Linked DNA regions of Gossypium hirsutum: region 2 is linked to region 1. The links are chromatin contacts, called in public Hi-C maps. All regions are on one chromosome and are shown on one strand. The core of a region is the stretch at or near the end of the contact, and the rest is flanking DNA. Distances in the headings are between cores, read along the strand shown. Region 1 holds the start of LOC107952888 (serine/threonine protein phosphatase 2A regulatory subunit B''alpha). Region 2 holds the start of LOC121232327 (nuclear transport factor 2).

The links. A called contact is a pair of places that touch in the nucleus more often than the background predicts.
Region 2: a contact with region 1 is called in a Hi-C map of leaf, with 3 times the contacts expected there. The contact joins the promoter of LOC121232327 here to the promoter of LOC107952888 in region 1. A contact is called at or near these places in 2 of 34 Hi-C or Micro-C datasets (both in leaf).

Annotation. Positions count from the first base shown.
Region 1 is chrA07:40,611,603-40,617,283 of Gossypium_hirsutum_v2.1, forward strand. It overlaps LOC107952888 (serine/threonine protein phosphatase 2A regulatory subunit B''alpha), which reads left to right and starts at 1,652. Exons shown (of 14, transcript XR_001698979.2): 1 at 1,652-2,455; 2 at 3,435-3,677; 3 at 3,824-3,929; 4 at 4,068-4,167; 5 at 4,299-4,404; 6 at 4,522-4,612; 7 at 5,625-5,681.
Region 2 is chrA07:41,306,560-41,312,379 of Gossypium_hirsutum_v2.1, forward strand. LOC121232327 (nuclear transport factor 2) reads left to right here and starts at 4,112. Exons shown (of 9, transcript XM_041118081.1): 1 at 4,112-4,610; 2 at 4,711-4,845; 3 at 4,964-5,273; 4 at 5,696-5,820. The coding sequence starts at 4,578. LOC107952728 (pre-mRNA-processing factor 39) reads left to right here. Exons shown (of 18, transcript XM_041118079.1): 13 at 1-64; 14 at 151-288; 15 at 1,332-1,493; 16 at 1,496-1,639; 17 at 2,681-2,797; 18 at 3,505-3,943. The coding sequence ends at 3,627.

The DNA of each region.
Region 1 (5,681 bases), core at 402-2,901:
ATCTAGATTATCTCCGGTAGCTTTTGTAAATTTCCTTTTTGATTTATATGGCATGTATAAGGTTTGATGATTATATAAATGCTAAGACTTGTTTAATGAATATGCATTAAAGTAAATAATGATGAATATGTTAAATGGTATAATTATAATAGAAGTATAATTTGGTATCAAATTAGTTGGTTGGATTGGTCTCGGTTTTAAAATTTGCAAGGAAGGTTAGATATTTATAAAGGGGTTATATTGAGCTTATAAATTAAAAAAAAACTTTGGGATTTTGCAAAAAATTCCCTATGATTTCGATTTAATTCTGGTTTGGTCCCGAAGTATGTTTTGGGCTTTGGAGGCCCAAATAAAGGACGTCATGACATGTTTTAGTAAATGAACAGTATTTAACTCGTAATAACAGAAAATTAATTCGGTAAACTCCGGTAATGCCTTGTACCCTATTCCGGCTACGAATACGGTAAGGGCTGTTACATGTAAAATTTTGAACCGATCCGATATCTCTACCATATCGATCTAAAATACTCTATATATTAATATATGATCAATGGTTGAATTTTTTTTATATAAAACAACTAGCTAGAAGTTTTAAATTTACATCAAATCTGACAAACATAATCTACATGAACTTACCATAAAATATAACGGTTGAATCATTAAACTATTAATCATATAGATAATTATGTAAGTGTGTAAAACTATTTTAATTTTTACACTGTGTAAGTGGATCTCTCCCCATTATAATAATATTGATTATATATTATTTAGGAAGATTATTTATTGATTACGATATATCATATTTTATAGTTTGTACAAATAGTTATAATTATTAGGAATTTTTATTTGTACTATATTTATGGAATAAAAAATACTAAAAAACCTATCACACGTGTATGTAACCATAAAATTAAAACACAAATATGTGTTTAAAAATAATATACAATAAATAATGTAACTTATGGAGGTAATAGAGTCTACATAAATAAAATAAAAATGTATAATAGTATTAAAATAAAGTTTTAATTGATGGTAAATTAAATGTTTTATTGATGCAATCGACGTGAGTTTGAATACCATTATATGCATATTTTTATTGATTTTTTTAGTGAAAATACTAAAATATCATCGAACAATATTACTTATTTTAATTACAAAAAGACATTCATATAATTTTCTAACCTATTTGTATCCGATTAACTCGTGGCACCAACTCGATTAGGAGTTTAAATAATAATATAGATATAACTACTTGAGGTAATAGATTGAGCTTAATAAAATTAAAATATATAAAAATATTAAAATGAAGTTTTAGTTGAATGGTATATTAATGCAATTAGCATGGATTCAAATATCATAATATGTATATTTTTATTAATTTTTTAAAATAAAAAAATTAAAACATCCTCAAATTATATTATTTATTTTAATTACATAAAGACATTCCCGTAATTTCTTAAGTAGGTTGCTGTCAAAACTAACATATCCTCAATATTATTTATATCAATGGAGTTGATGTGTATATATTATTTTAAATGAGGGTTGATGAAACCATGTAGACCGTATAAACATCCGTATCTATGAATTGACCTCCACGCGCTTTGTTCGCTTTTTACTGTTTAAGTTCGGAATAGGAAAAAAAAATTATATCTTTTATCTTTCATCCTTCTTCGCTGCAGCTTCCTATTCCTTTTAGTTTCCCCTATGTCCACTCTCTCTGTAATAAAATCAAATGCTAATAATAATACTTTGATTTCTCTGCTCCTGTTTTCTTCCTCTCTCCGTTTCTTTTTAATTTTTAAAACCATTCCCTCCTTTTAATCAAATTCACGTCAAATCTCATTATCTTCTTGGCATTTTTAAGTTTTTTTTCCGCACTGAAAGTTAACGGAAAGTACTCGAGAATTTATCAGTTTCTCTTTTTGGAAGTAAAACAGGCTAAATTCTTTCGAGACTCTTCGAAGGATTTGGTATTTCAGTTTATTCATAACGCCGGCAGCTAGGGTTTTGGAGAACGGCGTATTTTAAACGGTTACGTTTCTACTTCCGTTGAAGAAAAAAAGGATTTTACCGTCTTTTTTCCTTAACTCTTTGGAGCAAGATTTTGTAATTAGTTCCACGGTATCGTCAATTTACCATATCATTTCGGAGCGTGTTCTTTTTCCCAGTTAGAGAAATCTTCGAAGTGGCGTTGATTTCTTTTTGCTGTTGCATTTGAAGAATTTGAAAGAGTTACAAGTTTTAGGGTGTTTATTTTTATTTAGTGCTGTTTGATAAGGTAGGCGAGATGTCATTATCTATAAAGATGGATATTGATGCAGTGGAGGATGTTACTTGTTTGGACCCTGAGCTTTTGCAGCTTCCTGATGTTTCTCCATTTGCACTAAAAGCCAGTCCTCAACTTGTAGAGGACTTTTTCTCTCAGTGGCTTTCGCTTCCTGGGACCGGCCACCTGGTACTGCTTTTGTAACTAAACTATAGTTGCTATTGATTTGTTAGTAATTTTTAATTACTTCGGTATTAGAATTTGTTTTCAACTTTAGTTGGCTGCCCATTGTTGAATAAAACGTCCAATGCTGCGAATTGTTGTCATTTGAAATTTAGTTTACCTTAGTTCATTCGAATTAATAACAATGATGATGTCTTTGAAGCCGACTGGTGTAGTGAACCAATGATCAGTGCAGGTTTCAGTGAATGGATGGTCACGAAGGCATCACACCTAATAAAATACATATGAATAAAATGACTTTATTTATGAGGATTGGGTGGGTACAAAAACTGCTTATCTCAATGAACTGACATATATAACTTCAACATTAAAAAGGTGGTGAATGATATTGATACATTATCATTCTGTGCATCATTCTCTGTGCGGGATGAGGAGATAATATCACTGTGGTTTAATAGGTAAACAGAGGCGAGCAAGTAAGTGCAAACATAGATTTATTACAGCCAAGAACGAATACCTTTGATGGTCCACTCATAGTCATGGAGTATCTTATTTGGTGGTTTTATGCTACCAAATGGAAGTCCTCATATATTATTTCCATAGGATTCTAGGGGTATCTAGGATGCAGAAAACTAAAAGGATTATTTCAATAGGTTCTGATCTGCTATAAGATGTTAATTAGTTCTCATGATAGGTTAAGAAAACCCATTAACTTACCGTTGAAAACTGTAACATTTCATTGTTCGATTTTGTAACTGTCTATGCTAGGAATAATATATACTTCCGTAATGTCTGAATTTGATAGAATACACCTCTATGACAAGTTAGAAACTTTTCTGCATTTAGATTAATTTAGAAACTTTTCTGCATTTAGATTAATTTTCGTTTCTGGTTGATAGATTTATAAAATATTCATCCCAATCAATGTATGGATGTTTTCTCATGCAATGAGCTTGGTTTTCTCCCTTTTTTAACTTGAGCACAGGTGAAATCTTTGATTGATGATGCAAAGTCAGGGACAATAGTTAACGCTTCTGCAAACTTTTCTACTCTAAATGCTGTTGGGAGCCATTCGTTGTCTTCCATGTTTCCAAGTAGCAATGCACCTCCACTTTCTCCAAGAAGCTCATCTGGTTCTCCTCGCACGTCAAAGCAGAAGTCCAGCCCTTCTGCTCTTGGCTCTCCATTGAAATTAGTTAGTGAACCAATGCAAGAAATCATTCCACAGGTCTGTTTGATAATGAAAGTCATTCCAGAGGTTTAGATATTGTTATATTTAATGCATTATTAGATTGGAAATGTTTATTTTAGGTTTTACTACCTAAATTTCTGAAAATACTTCTTACATATTTGTTTGCCTTGTAATTCTTGTAGTTTTATTTCCAAAATGGTTGTCCACCAACCAAGGAATTGAAAGAACAATGTCTTTCTCAAATTAATCACCTTTTTAATAATCCTCTAAATGGATTGCAAATAGATGGTGAGATATATATTTGATCTTTATGTCTTCATTTTATTTTTGTTTCTCCCTTCCACACATCCTTATCTTTTGGTCGTTAATTGTGAAAATTTCCCCTTCAAACTTCTAAGGAACAAATGTCCTTTTCTGGTTATGCAGAGTTTAAAGCAGTGACAAAGGAAGTTTGCAAGCTACCATCTTTCCTCTCTTCTGCACTTTTTAGAAAAATAGATGTAGAGTGGACTGGAATAGTGACCAGGTATGTGTTCTGTGAATTACACTATTGGTTAAACATGGTCTGTTTGAAAGCACTTGGTAGATGGCATTGACTGCTTCTTCTTTAAATAAGCTCTTCTATTATACATTCTCAAGTTTATCATTTAACTTCAGAGATGCTTTCATTAAGTATTGGGTTGATGGAAATATGCTGACGATGGATATAGCAACTCAAATATTTGAAATTCTTAAGCGTCCAGGCTGCAAGTACCTCACTCAGGTTTTCTTTTTGCATTTGTTTTGGACAAATTGTCTTAATTAGCAGTTGTTCCTCTTAAAGTTATCTTTTCAGAGGTTTATACTTTTCTTCATAATATCATTTGGGACTCGGATGCAGGTTGACTTCAAACCTGTTCTTCGAGAACTTTTGGCGACCCATCCAGGATTAGAATTCCTGCAGAACACGCCTGAATTTCAAGATAGATACGGTATGTATTTCATTTGTAGTTGGTAATTTTCTTAAATGACTATCAAGTAGTGCACTTTATTTCCTTGTCCCATGTCTGATTTTTAAAAATTATTTATGTGCAAAGCTGCATTGATTTTTGATTAAGCAATCTACTAGCTAGTTTAACTGCGGTGTTATCCCAACGATTGGTTCGATGTGAAAGATGGTGATGTTGACTGGCTTCCATTTTGAGCTCATAGTTTAGCAGCAATTGTATGTATAAGGCATATGGTGTTATCTTGTTGACTACATTGGTTCTTTTTCCTTCTCTACAAGAAACTATGATTAATTTTTGTGACATGTCAGTAGATATCCTGACTGATTCAGACTGAAATTGCTAATATCTTTTGAATCTTACCCTAATCCCTGCCAAGTGAGTTATCATGCAGTCGGAGCATGGTTTGATTGTTTAATGCTAGCCATTGTCATTATAGCCTGCAGGCTGAATTTATTCCTGCTGATTTAATAATTTCCGGCAGAATCTCCTGGCAAAAAGTGGCTAAATGGATCTTGAACCTGATGATAGAATGTAAACGAAGATCAATTATCAAATTAGAAATGTTTAGTCAGTGAAAGGTTGCGCACAATTCTTCATTTATCTAACTCAAAAACCCAATACCTAAGTTTAGTCAATAAAAAACCATAATCGATTCTTTTAGGAATTGAATGTAGTTTTTGTATGGTAGTTGTGTGATTAAGGCTGAGTAAAAAAAGATTTTGAAGGTGGGTGTCATTGAATTTGATTCTTAAGACTGCATTTCTGCTTGAGGAAATTTACCAAATGATATGATACTTAAGAAGGGGAGAAACAATTCACTCTGTGTAACCAAGCTGAGAACAATGGTTCAAAAAGAGTTTTTTCATTGTTAGAGTTATTTGAAGGGGTACCGTGGATCTTTCATTTATTTATGTATGATTTGGTTCTCTATCATTGAACATTAATACTGCAGAACTGATAATGGACAATATAAATTTCTGTGTTAATGTTCCAGCTGAAACTGTCATATACAGAATATTTTATCACATCAATAGATCGGGAAATGGCCGTC
Region 2 (5,820 bases), core at 2,862-5,361, 700 kb after region 1:
GAAGGCCAGGGAAATTTTAACTGGAGCACTTGACCATGTCCACCTGTCTAAACCATTCCTTGAGGTTCTCTCTCTCTCTCAAACACAAACCCCTTTTGATCATTCTCCTCAGGTATCTGATTTCTGATTTTTCTTTTGTTTTACATGTAGGCCTTAATACATTTTGAAACAATTTTACCACCACCAAGGCAGATTGATTATTTACAGTCATTGGTTGACAAGTTTATATCCCCAAACTCAGATGGCAGTGCTGCAGACAAGGAAGACCTATCTAGCATATTTTTGGAGGTAATAGTTTTTGTGAAGATGCAAATGACCTGCTTATTGACTGCATTCTGTGGGATTTCTACATTTGGCATTGAGTGCTTAGTGATTAAAATGTACTCCTTTTAAGCTTTGTTTATTTTATTTCTGGTTATGAATTAAATAGTGAGTCACGTGTGGAGGTTTGGGTTTGGCTGTGAAATGGAAATTGCTGATAATCATAACCTTGCTATCAGTTTCTTTTAACACCAATGAAGTGCTGCAGCTAACTTTTTAGTTTTTTAGTTTCTTTTTTTCTTCAACTCAGATACCGTCCATTATTTCCTTCACTGAAGTGGTGAAGCTGACTTTTCTTACTATTTATTTTAAAACTTAAAACATATTCTAATTTTATTAAGTATAAACTTACTACAATTTAATTACGTTAAAACTTTGTTAAATCATCAAAACTCTTAAGCTTCAACATCCTTCAAACATTAAAGTCCTTCAGAACCAAATATAGATATTGCCAATCAAAAGTGAACATGTATTTTTTTCCTCTATTCTTTATCTATTCTACTATTTGTTTTCTTTTTAATTCATTTTCTCCATGTGTAATTTTTAACTGATTTTTGTAACAGATTAGCCAGGGAAGTAGCGAGCTAATGTCTAATGATGACTTCTCATTTCAAACTTTGTTTTATTTTGAAATAGATTAGTAAGTGAATTGTTAGACTTGAACAACAATTTGAGTTTATAAAACAAATTATATTAAAATTTATCTAAAGTAACTATTTATTATATATTACATAAAATTTCATTTATATTTTACATATATATTTTTATATGCATGCGCCTTATTTTACTCTGGCGAGTGCTTTTATTTTGTGTCTTGTGCCTTGGGCCATACAGCAGACTTAGAGAGTGCACCTAGTGCCTTTGACAATGGTAGTTTGAAGATATAGTCGTCGAATGCTGTTGAAATATCTCAAGTTTGAAAATTTTCTTATGTTGAATGCTGTTTGGAATTCTTAAATATTCTAAGAAAGTTTTACTGGTAGCTTACTATTGAAAAAGTGATTTTGCAGTTCTTGAGTCTCTTTGACGATGTACAGTCCATTAAAGAGGCAGAAGATCGGCATGCTAAGCTATTTTTACCTCATAGGCCCATGTTGGAATTAAGAAAACGTCATGCTGAAGAATTTTTATCTTCAGATAAGACAAAGCTTGTGAAATCTTACTCTGGTGCCCTTCACCTGGCCAGTCTTTGATGGGTGCCTATCCAAATGCACAAAACCAGTGGCCAGCTGGTTATGGGGCACAGCCTCAAACTTGGCCCCCTACTACACAGGCACAGGCACAGGCACAACCATGGACTTCTGGCTACAGCCAACAGGTAGATTGCACTTCCAGATATAACTTTTCATTGTAACTGGAATATCCTCGTCTTATTTTCATACTATCCCAGCCTCTGAGTATGATTGATATCAGGAGATACTGTTAACTGGTACCATTTTATTTGGTGATGGTTTAGACTTGTATAACTGGGTGCCTTTAGTTTGTATCTGCTATTTCAAGCACTTCGTATTCCATTAAAAGTTTAAGAAGGCTACCTTGTCTTGATCAATATAATGCCATGTTCATAATAACTTACTGGAAAATATCTTGCGTCTCAGTTTTTCTGAACTCGTCCTTGGTGTATGCTAAAGTATTGAGGTTGGCATCTTTTTTCATGTCATTCTAGATTTACTTCTATGGCTGTGATGATCTTTGGCTTGCACTTATTACTGACTGGTTGCAAGAGTTAAACATAGGATTTCAGAGCGGTAGATGAAATGGAGTGGATTTGCAATTTGTGTGATCATAAGTTCCACTGGAGCTTGATGGATCATTTTTAGGATGCTAGCTAGATCAGTAATGTTGTGCAGTTTAAATGCTCAGCAAATAAGTAGCAACATTTCATGAGGAGATGAGAATGTTAGGATTGGAGGTGTGGGTGTATGAGGAAATACGGCATGATGAATAATGTAGAAGATAACATACATGGCAATAAACTTACACTAGTTTGGACATGAAATAGGATATACTCTGGTGGTAAAGTGTGATCTAATGGATATTCATGTAAATAGGAGAGGAACGGATGGAAGTATAACTTATTACCTTTCTTTTAAATTAGTGAGCTGATGGTGTGATCTTAAATAGAGGATAATGACTCCTTATGATATATACATATATGGCAGACTATGTAAAGGTGAAAGGCTTAGTTTGTCAGTCCTATTTCTTTGTTATGCATGGTATTACATGTTTGGATTATGTTGCCCTCTTATGAAGGGAAAACTAGCTGAAATGTGAGCATGTGATTTACGGTGGAAATTAATTCTTTGTTGAGTTTATATGGTTTCATGGATTTCATACTGTGTTCCTGTTCAATTTGTAGGCTGCATATGGTGCATATAGCAGTTATGGTAGCAATTATGCAGCTCCACAAGTGCCCACATCAGTTCCACAAATTGCCAGTTATGGTGCTTACCCGACTACAACATATCCAATGCAGGTATTCAGTTTTCTATAATTGAACCCTATACTTTTCACAGCTGATTCAAACTATAATTTCAAAGACTAGTGATACAAAAATCACTCTAGTGCACCAAGATCATTAAGGCTTTTCTTGGTTATGTGGAGAAGAAAAAAAAACAAAACTTATTAAGATGGAAATTGGAGGAAATAAGTAAAAAGATGAATATATATATTTATATACTTTTTCTTTCATTGAAGTGCTTGGTGGGAAAAGTAGAAGTCCAATAAAATGGAATTTTCTTTTTATCCTGTTCTTGATAGAGTGGAAAAATAACAAGAAAGTCAAAAGTTATATTATTTTAGTTACTATACCTTCTGTAAATTAAGATAAATAAAAAATAAAATTAGAAAACGATGGATAATCTTGTAAAATTTCATCCTGGTTGCTGACTTGCTACACCGAACTTTGGAAACTTGGACCTCATGTTCCTCAACACCAAACAGTTGGGAGAATTTTAGATATTTATATATATTGAGATTCATGTATATAATTACAAAGGGTTTGAATGATCCTTGGCCCTTAATAGTCCCATATGTTACCGAATTTTGTAACAAGAAACTTGTCTCTCGTTTCATCTGCTTAATAGCTTAGGGTAGTAAGTCAGTACTGAAGTTTAATGTTTTTGGATTGAACAACGTTGAAATTTGATAGTTCGGGCTAATGTTTGCTTTGATTTTGTGTAGAGCTTTCCTCAGCAAAGTTATGCTCAACCAACTGCTGCCACGACTTTAACCCCAGCGCAGCAACCTCCTCCTGCTGCTGCTGCTGCAGCTCCTCAGGCTTATTATGGTGGACCTTACTATTGAGTATCCAGTTTCTTTGGTGTCCCTAATTTTTCCTTATTTGGGTCTTATGCTTATCGCGGACTGTTTCTAACATGGAACAGTTAAGCGGAGGTGGACATTTTTGGGTCTTCGAGCGGGGGTTAGATTTTGAGAATACTAATATGTTTTAGTTGACAGTAGTATTGTGGTGTCCTTTTTTTCACTTCCAATTTTAGATTTTTTTTGTGTGAAGTTTGTACAAATGTTAGTAAAATTATGCTGTGATCTGTAGTTGGGTTTCTTATTTAAGTGACCAAATTGGAAAAAGTAAACACGAAGAAGGAACTTTTAATTTCCAGAATAGGTGCAAATTTTGGTTAGAATATCTTCTCAACAAATGGGCTATCCCTTGCATTTATTTAAATTATTTTGAGCCCAAAAGAAGTAGCTCGGGGCTCGTTGATTCAATCAATCTTTGTAATGTTAAGTGATTATTATATAAAAAATGAAAAAGAAAATAGTTTGAAACAAAAAACATCATATGCATTTCATTCTCTTTTGAGCAAAATCATATCAAAGCCGGTTTTTATATTTGCGTAACACGCCGCGGTTATAGTTTAATAGCCGATGATTTAGGTTAGAAAAAACAAAGGGCTGGGTTTAAACGGACGGCTGTGATATTCATATTTTTTGACTCTGTTTTCAAATTGCGAAGGTTTTTAACAATATATCAATTCATCTTACTCAAACTCTACCGTATTTATTTATTTTTTGAAACGGAAACAAATCGGCAACTGCTTTTCCCCCGTCATTTAAACTCTTAGCAAAAATCATTAAATAATTTATGAAAACAATCACTAGGGCTTCGGCTACTTCACCTGTAGGATTTCAAGACTTATTATAACATTTGGTGGGGGGTAAGGGGGTTAGATTAGATCTACATCCTCTTCACTGCATGTTTTGTTTTGAGGTCATTTAACTAACTCATCACAATGGCTCCCACTTCCTACCCTGGACCTGCTCAGGTGATTCTTTTTTTCTTCAAAAGAAAACGTTTTATGTTTCTCTTTGGATTTTTTTTATTATCTTACTAATCAATGATTTTGTTGTTTTTAAAAATTTCAGGTTGGTTCATACTTCGTTGGACAATACTATCAGGTACTTCAACAGCAGCCTGATCTAGTTCATCAGTTTTATTCAGATGACAGTACCATGATTTGGGTCGATGGAGATTCCTCTGACTCTGCTTCGGCGATGCTGGTAACTTCTCCTTTATTTTCAAGCTTCCTCTTTTCAGGAATAAACTTATCTCAATCCTTTTATTTTACATCATTATTGATTAATTTATAATTTATTGTTTTTTAATCTTTCTCTGCAGCAAATTCATGCCATGGTAATGTCACTAAATTTTACTGCAATCGAGATCAAGACAATTAATTCTCTTGATTCTTGGAATGGAGGTGTTCTGGTGATGGTTTCTGGTTCCGTTAAAATCAAGGATTTCAGTAGTAGAAGGAAATTTGTGCAAACCTTTTTCCTCGCTCCTCAAGAGAAGGGTTACTTCGTTCTTAGTGATATCCTACAGTTTATTGATGATGGAGTGACTTCACAACTTCCAGCTTCCACATTAAAAGAAAACAAGCATGATGCTCAACCAAATCTGTCAAGCCCTGTTGCAGAGCCACAATGTACTGTGTGCAGACTTTTTTCTTAATTTAATCTTAAGTTTTTATTTCAAGTTATAGCATTTTATGGACTTATTATCCGCATGCAAAATGTAGATGACTTAAGTTCTAACTAGTTTAGATGTTCTAACATAGATAGTAGAAATAGTTAAGTATATTTATACTCAATTGCTAATGTTATATACAAAAATTGAGGGATAATTATATCTTTGTGGCTTATTGTTACCTTAAGTTGCCTGCTTATAATCCTACCACTTGAGGCACTGAAGTCAACACCTTATTGTGGTCTTTACTTAACAATAACAAGTTAATCTCTGGGAAATAGTTCTTCTTCCCGCTGGTCTTTGTTATGTGCTATTCTGATGGTAGCGATTTTTATTTGTTTTTTTCTTTTTTGGTTTGGCCTAACATGTTGAATTTTACAGATTCTGACTATGTTTTGAAGGAAGAGGCCAGGGAATATGTCAACTCTGTTCATATAGATGATGATCCTGTTGACAAATATAGTCTCCCTGAGCAACCACAAGAGGAAGGTTTTGAAGATGAAGTT